Regions from separate parts of the Acanthopagrus latus genome. Here region 1 is linked to region 2. Evidence: chromatin contacts called from public Hi-C data. All regions are on one chromosome and are shown on one strand. Each heading gives the region's core, a stretch centred on a gene start, on an enhancer-like site or on the middle of the called end of the contact. The rest is flanking DNA. Distances are from core to core; before and after follow the strand shown. Region 1 holds the start of LOC119011561 (cAMP-dependent protein kinase catalytic subunit beta). Region 2 holds the start of efcab14 (EF-hand calcium-binding domain-containing protein 14).

Region 1 (4,458 bases), core at 234-2,733, 180 kb before region 2:
ATGTGGCAGTGAAGCCCAAGGCAGAAACAGTCCCACACTGCCTTCAAGTTTAAATTTATTGCCCATTTATAAACAAGCACTCACGGGTTTGTGGTTTATTGCTGCACATTCAAGATTCAGCATTGCACAAGTTTGTGTCTGATGCAGCTAGCTGTGCTTGACTGAAGCTGCAGCTGAACAAAAAACACACCTAATAAACGCATCCTGGTTGAGGTGACACCACAGAGGAGAGGATGGAGATGGAAATCCATTATATTTAAGGCTTTTTTTTTTAGATGGGAAGCGACTGCACTGCACGGCGAGGCTAACTGTGAGTGGGTCTGTGTGCAGGCCTGAACAGCTACCACCATCAAGAGGCAATGAAATGACAGGGGCCTTGTAAGGGCTAATCCCCCCTCCTCATAGCTAAAGTTAGCAGGCTAGCTGGTCACCAAGCCTGATCCTTCCGTGTGCTCCACTTGGCATGCAAAACAGCCTTAAAACGCGTGAAACCATCGATATGTAGGGGATTTGTCGATGAGCACTGCTTTCACGTTTCTCTAATGGGCTTTTATTGGCTCCTAACACTCCTGTCAGTTGCCCCACCACCTCTCCTCCCTCCCTTCTCCACCCCCCCATCTTTCAGCCAAGACAACCACAACATCCATGAGATCTTGTTGCTGCTAGCTAACATAGCAAGGCCACCTTTTTCTGTACATTTCCGTGAAAAAATATAATTTAACAATTAACACCAACATGGTCATGTATCTTCAGCTACAGGGCGAGTGTTTGCAGTAGCTGGTGGGGATAGATGTGCGGGGGATGACGGACGGGGGACGGCCCTCCTCTGCTTTACTGTAGCTGGACAGTTTATAACAAGCTAGCTATCCACGTTAAAAGAGGCTTTGGTTGAGTGTGAAACACCTAAATTCAACATTAAAAAAAAACAATACAATTGAGGGCGGATGACAGCCCGGACTCACCGCTCTCTAGCTCGTTGCCCTTCTTGGCGGTGGCAGCGTTCCCCATGGTGTGGAAAACACGGCGGTCGCTCCGACTGAGAGGAGATGGCGGTGGCTAGCTAACCTTCCTACGGCGGATACTCCCAAGCTCCTTAAAAAAAATAGGTGAACCACAAACTAATACGAGTGTTTAGTCGGGTTCAAACGTACAGAGATAAAAAGTCCCGTATCCCTCCCAGCGGGACCCCTCGCTCTCCCTCTCCGTCTTCACCGTGAAAGGTTTTTTTTTTCGCTCCTGCTAGTTGAGTAATATCTGTACGGCTGACATGAAGCTAGCGGTCACTTGTGCTTCGGACCAGGCTGCTGCTGCTGCTGCTTCTTCCCCCTCCAACCGTCCACACTCAGCTGCATTCACGGCATGGTTAGGAGTCGGATTGGCCAGAGATGTCTGAGTGAAGATACCAAAGTTGACCCGCTTCCGCGTTTTTCAGGCATCACGATTGCATTCAGAGATAATGGGATGACATTTGAATACTCGTTTGATGACTTTACCAGAGGCTAAATATAACGTTGTTTTTGTTTGACCTGCGCTTTGTAGTTGTTTAATAGGCGCAACTGAGAACAACTGAGCGCTCAGGTGTGTTTGTTTGGCTCTGAGACTGACAGTCGTGATGCCTTCAGGATCTGATATTTTAATCGTTAGCGAGCGAACAATGTTTTTAATTGGCCCCTGTTTGATGAAAAAATATGACCTTGGTAAGTTATAATTAAGGGATAAAAAGTCGAATTATGAGATAGAAAGTGTAAGCTATGATTAAAGTCGAAATGATGAGATAACAAGTCATACTTTGATTAAAACATTCATAATTAGGATATAAAAGGTAGCAATTTTGAGACAAAATGTTTAAATAATAAATAAAAAAGTGGAAATTGTGAAATAAAAAGTCATAGTTATCAACAGTCTGTTAAAATAAAATCTAAATTATGAGATATAAAGACCACATTATTAGATAAAAAGTGAAACATTGAGATTTAAAGTCAAAATGATGTAAAGAAGTCAAACTTTTAAAGTAAGTTATTATATAAAAAAGTCATTATGGTTTTCAAAAAAGTCATTTGTGATGTACAAGGTCACAATTATGAAGTAAAAAGTCTAAATTAATAAAAAAACATTTAATTATGAAATGAAAAGATTACAAGAACTCTAAATTATGAGACATATAGACAAAATTATGAGATTAAAGTCAAAAACTATGAGATAAACAGACATAGTTCTGATTTAAAAGTGAAAATGATGAGATACCGTGTTGTACTTTTTTGATAAAGTCGGTTATTACATAAAAGGTCATCACTATGGTTTAAAAAAATCACAATTATCAGATATAATGTTGTGAATATGAAGTCAAAAGTCTAGATAATAAAATAAAAAAAGTCAAAATTAAGACATAAAATTTGATAAATAAAAACAGAGATATACAGTCTGTTATGGATTTTTAAAAAATCTCAATTATGAGACTCAAACTCAGATTTATGGGCTATAATGTTGAAATTATTAAATACATAATAATCATAATAGTCATAATTGTAAAGTAAAAAGACTACATGGGGGTTGGGGTTGTTGTTGTTTTTTACCCCACACATCTTTTTCTGCATCATCATCTCAATGAATTTCTATATATTAGACAACATATAGGCCTAGCTGAAACCAGTATATCCATGAGACGCCAATATTGGCCAATAATATCAGTCAACCAATACATATCAGTTTGGCTTTATTAAATATGAAAAGCAAATTACAAATCACAAGTTCTCAGATTACCTCAGTAAAAGTACTAATAATAGAAATAATTACACACAAATATATACTCCATTACACGCTAAACACTGGGTTAGATAAAGTGTTGCTCAAGCCTTTTAACTCTAGTTGAAGTTGAGGTTTAAATTAAGATAAAATTAAAGAAGGGAAAGCTCATGAGCAAACCAAATAAGTGTCTTTCTATGACGACTAATCGAGCTGCATGGGCTAAAATTTCAGTATTTAGCAAAATCACTTTTGTTTAGCTGCATATGTATGTGATCAAGTCAACTTATTTACAGCATCTCAATTGATTTAAGTTAAGCCTGAAAGACTTGACATATGGAATAGACAATAGACGACAGATGATATTTTGATAGAGTTTAACAAAAAAAGTTCAGTTAAAACAATATAAGATATCTAATAATAACAATGTAATGTAAAAAAAAAAAAGGTAAAAAGTAAACGAATTGTCACATCTGAGAGAAATTAATCACAGAAAATTGCTACATTTAAAAGGATTTGACCATGAAATGAAAATAAAATATGTAATCTCTATGTTAAGTTCAAAAAAAATTTGACCTCAAATTTGCAATATGTAAGGGAGTAATGTATTGCGTTTAAACATTGCCTCTCTCCGGTCCATTTATGGGCTGAGACTCAGCCTCCTCCTCCTGCCCCCATTCACTTTCTCACAATGTGGCCACATTTACTGCATGCTGTCAAATTACATAAATGCATATATTAGCAACCTGATGTAATAAAAGATCCCTGCAGTGTTCATAAGCACAGTAGGAGCCATAGTGAACCCTACAGGTGCAGCTGTACAGCTTTTCTTGGTTTTCTTTATGCTCCATGTCAACTGTTACGGTCGTGTTGAGGTGCAATTATGAGGTGCCAGTACTGTACCTGAATATGTTCTCACTTTATGCTACTACTTCTGCCCTTACTGTGCACTTAGGATCACAGCTATAATGTGAGCTGAATATATTACCAGTGGAGGATGAATGCAGCAGTTGGCCTGTGAAGTTTTTTTTACTGAAAGCAACTGTGAAGCCATTGGATGAAATATTACACATTGGGAAAAGAGGAGATACAATAAACAAGTGTTGGACCGTGATATCGTCAAAACCATATAATGCAAGTGCAGTCACGAGAAAACCGAATTCACAAAAATATAGCATAACACTTATTTAAAGCTGGAGTGAGCAAATGTTGGTTTGTCAGCGATGAAGGTAGGAAGTAAGCCCCAGCATCTGGGAGCGTGGCAGAAAAATCTAAAAGGCATCCAACAAAGTTTCTGCTGCTATAGATCAAAAAGAAGCTTAGCGTTTGGGGGAAGATTTGGAGAGATTGAGGGCAAGCACACCTGTAGGCATCAGAGCAGGATTCCAACAAACATTTTGATATGATGTTCAGGTCTGGGTCAGGTTCGGCCACATCAGTTGACATATGATGTATGTTTGGAGTGTTCCACAGGTAAACAGATCAATGAGTAACAGGTGAGAGTATCATGATTGGGTACAAGCAACATGGGGTGAGGATCACCTCCGTGTGAAACATGTGATTTATGAGGTCTTACACTTTCAGGCCAACGACCCCCATGCTACGAACACTGCTCAGCCACAACATTGCTTAAATCATGCTGCGTATTAACCTGGGCCAACACTAATGTGTCGCTAAATGGCCAATATGTTTCAATAACGCAGCCTAGTTGGCCTC
Region 2 (4,117 bases), core at 913-3,412:
AAAGCATCAGCAGTGGGCCTCATCTCTTGCAACTCAATAACAAAACTCATACTGAGATACTGAGGAGCATCTCAGCTCCATTGTGTGTTTGTAAATTGGTCCAGTGTGGAGATTTTCATTCAGTGTCATTATTATTAGTATTGTGCCGTGGTAGTATGGGGGTCCAGCCACATAAAGGGCTATATTTTCAGAGCCAAAGGCAGGCCAGTGGGAGTCCCTTTTCATTGAAAAAGAGCTAAAGGCCACACTGCAGCAACCCTGCATCTACTCAGCCCATGTGTCTTGCTGGGTCAGCCCAATAGCTCTCCAGGTCAGCTGGATTTCTGGCCGACCCCTGCTGGTGGAGGCGAATTGAAACAAAAAATTAAATCCTGTTTCCTAGGATGTGGTGTATTCTCGAAAAATATTATGTCAACACCAAAATACGCACACAAACAAAGATAACAGGGGTCCAAGGGATAACCCGTTGACACAGCTACAAGCAAGCTACAAATGTGAAAATTAGAGCCACAAGGATTAGTCACATAATAAGTTAGTCTGTGTTAAGAAAATGATTGTGAATTTTGATAAGTGTCACATTGTTAAGTTAATTTATCAATATAAAATGCCAAACATTTGCTAGTTGAAGTTCTTCAAATGAAAGGATTTGTTGCTTTACTCTGGTTTGTAACATTTTTAACTAAACGTGTTATGTTAAGCAATATGATATTATGATCATTATTAAATAGTGCATTAGTGCAGCTAATTAAAGTTTGGGTAACAGTTACGTCACTGTTAAACAATGAAGTGCATCAGAAACAATGTATTGATTGTTTTAATGAAAAGTAGGAAGTGATATTTATGAAATGGTTAATAGATTACTGTTTAGCTCATCCATAAACATTTTTATGATTGCTATCATAAAGATGCAATTGATGTTAGTCATAATTTTAACAATTGCTTAATTAGTTATTTATAATATATCATTGATTGTTAACAATCCTATAACTATTAACTATAAATATACCATTGATTAATGATGGTTATTATAAAGTGTTGACTTTTCAGCACTTTTTGTTTGTATCAAATAGGTTCAAAATGATGCCATGATTAAATCATGTTCACCTATCAGTTAATAACTAAAAAAAAAAAAAAAAAAAAAAAAAGAAAAACATATCTAGAAAGACCAATACTGCAAACAGAAAAATTTTTTTGAAAAAAATATTTAACATTAAAGGGGTGCAATGTAGTTTTGGAGGGTAAAGTCAGAGTCAGAATTTTAATACTAACAATTTTTATTTGTAATAATACTAAGTTAGAAGTATTTTTCCATAACTGAGTAAATAAATAGTTCCCAGAGGAAAATAACATCCCCAGCTGGAAAGGTGGCAGGGTCCGCCAAATATAAACACAGTCAAACAGTATGAAATTCTATTGTGCTTTGAAAACAGTCTTGTTATTCAGTTATGGAAATGAAAACAGATTATATATTTAGTTTGTTTAGATATAGAAATGTTGTTGTTTTTTAGTCAGTCAGTGGAGATGGAGATGGTCTTTCTCTTTTTATTCAAAATCTCTTCCCCAAACTATATAATGCGCCTTTAAAGATGACCTGCTTTTCACTGGGATTATTTCACTGGACCTTGAAATTAGCTCCATGATTAAAGAAAAGAAAAGAAAAATCCTGGGTATTTAATGAGCAGAAAAAAGCTTAATGCAAAAAAACAATAAACACACTCAAATGAAGTGTGTAATTCATACTGTAAGATTAATTAAATTTACTTTTAAGTGGGAAAATAAAATAAAATTGACAGTGAGTGACTACAGATAGTCAGGTTTGCAATTAGCTATTTGGCACCTAGCAAGACTTTTATTTAAAGAGCACTGTCAATTTTAGCTGGTTACCTGTCCTGGAAGTCCTTCTTGTTGTCTTTAGCTTGTTAAATCGATGACTGATATCGCCATCTCCGTTTTCTACTTTTTCTAATTTAATTTACTAACACTACATTAAATTCTTCATGACATTGAGCTGTAACTGTGTGGAGAAAGAGGCTGTCGCTGGCAGGTGGTGTTGTGCTCTCTGTCGCTCCCCGGCCGAACACGGCACAGGAAGTTGTAGCTGCTTTTTGAACCAATCAGCTGCGAGGTTACTTGGACGCCCAGCCCAAACAATACAGACAGCAGGACAGATTGCAGGAAACACAGTGCCGCATATTGTGATGTTATGATAGATAGGTTTTTACTCTGTTTATCTTTTTTTAAAGGCATTTCGCGGTGCTTGTAAACTGAGCGACGTCGGTACAGGTGGTTATAAACCACGCCGAGACGATGTGACAGCACAGTAGCGACAGACAGCAGTTGTTAGCTATCGTTAGCAAGGTGTCAGATGCTACCAGAGTTAGCTAACGGATGGTATGCGATTACCGGCAGCTAGTAGAAAAAGTTGTTTTGGAGACGCTTTTTTGGGAGAGTAGCGAAAGTCTGATCAGCTGTTGAACGTTAATATTAATATATAAGTGTAACTGAGCAGGACACCCAGCCGGTGAAGTCCGATGTGTATATATCCGTTAGCAACCTTGCATGGTTGAAATTCAAGCTAGCAAGAGAACGTTAGCTTAGCCGCTACATAAACGACAACATCTACCAAACTGGACAAAACTTTGGATTTAGTCGGATTTAAATCGGGCTCGGCAGGTTCGCTGACCCCTCAGAAGAAGATGAAGAAGAGGAAGGAGTTGAACGCCCTGATCGGACTCGGGGACAGCAAGAGGAAGAAGACTAAAAAGGGCTCTGGTCACCGACTTCTCCGAACCGAGCCGCCGGACTCGGAGTCCGACTCGAGCTCGGACGGAGACGAGTTCAACAGCCTGAGCAGCGGAGCTAACTTTGGGAAGTGAGTAAAAATTTTAACAAGGCTTTGTTGTCGTGAAAGATAAAGTGTGGTCGTGTTTTTGTTCAGGCAATACCGCCAGTATTGCAACTTGCTGCGTATTAACTCCCCAAAGTATGGGTGACCTGAATATGAACGAGTTAAACAAGATGGTAGAATCAACAGGTTTACAGGACACTGGATTCAACAGCCATTTAAACTTTGCATGTTTGCTAATGTGTTTGTAATGATATAGTTAACCTGTTTTTTTTTTTCCAGGTTATTTTGGTACTTATTGCTTCATTTTCATTCACTCAACGTCTTGCTGAAGAATCATATTTAAAAAAAAAAAAAAAAAAATTGAAACAAAGAGTAGGATTTTACAGCAACACGGTTTGTGAGACTAAAACCACACAGAGAAAATATGAGTGTCGCCAAATCAATGCACTTGCTCTTTTCCTGTGGTCAGATTAAACACAGGCTGTGCACTAAGAACATAGAACATAGTCTGGCTTTTTTTCTGTATCTTATTAGCCAAATTAGAAGTAATCAATATTACATTCAGCATGAGTATGATATGATAATACTGTATGACAAAGCACCAGTATTTATCATTTTTCCCATAATTCCCATGACACAGCATGCCGTCTTCTGAAAATATCTCCTTCATTAAAAATGAAAGAGGCTCTAACATGATCATGTTTCTACTCCTTACAGAAGAAGCTACACACAGTGCTGCAATGTGTGCTACCCCCTGTTTCTGTTCATCATACTAGCTGCCTGCGTCATGGCCTGTGCTGGACTCATATGGATGCAGATTGCTCTGAAAGAAGATCTAGATGCACTGAAAGAAAAGCTGCACAGCAGTAAGACTTATTGTCACACACACACACACACGCAAATTAACCTTGTGACATTTATAAAAGCTCTGTGCCTTTTGGAAACATATCTTTTTATATCAAGCTCTTTGTCTTTCATAACATATTCTAATGTGTTACAACAGTGGAATCCAGCCAGAAGGCATCATCAAGTGAAATACCAAAACTAAATGAGGACCTGAAAAATAAGGAGAGAAAGCTTGAAGACCTTGAAAATGGGGACAAGGGGTTGAGCAAGCTTTGGTCTAACCTCACAGAAATTAATCATAAGGTTAGTTATTTTCATCAATACGGGTTTTGGAGCCATTGTAACACATTCACACAGTGAAGCAAGAACTAGAGCTCATTATAAATTGTTAGACAATATCTTGTCTCAGCTTCTCAAACTTCA

What was found. A called contact is a pair of places that touch in the nucleus more often than the background predicts.
Region 1: a Hi-C map of muscle shows a contact between it and region 2, with 3 times the contacts expected there. The contact joins the promoter of LOC119011561 here to the promoter of efcab14 in region 2. A contact is called at or near these places in 2 of 4 Hi-C or Micro-C datasets (both in muscle).

What each region holds. Positions count from the first base shown.
Region 1 is chr21:17,642,016-17,646,473 of fAcaLat1.1, reverse strand. It overlaps LOC119011561 (cAMP-dependent protein kinase catalytic subunit beta), which reads right to left and starts at 1,483. Exons shown (of 10, transcript XM_037084781.1): 1 at 963-1,483. The coding sequence starts at 1,008.
Region 2 is chr21:17,467,433-17,471,549 of fAcaLat1.1, reverse strand. It overlaps efcab14 (EF-hand calcium-binding domain-containing protein 14), which reads left to right and starts at 2,162. Exons shown (of 9, transcript XM_037083414.1): 1 at 2,162-2,872; 2 at 3,566-3,714; 3 at 3,852-3,997. The coding sequence starts at 2,697.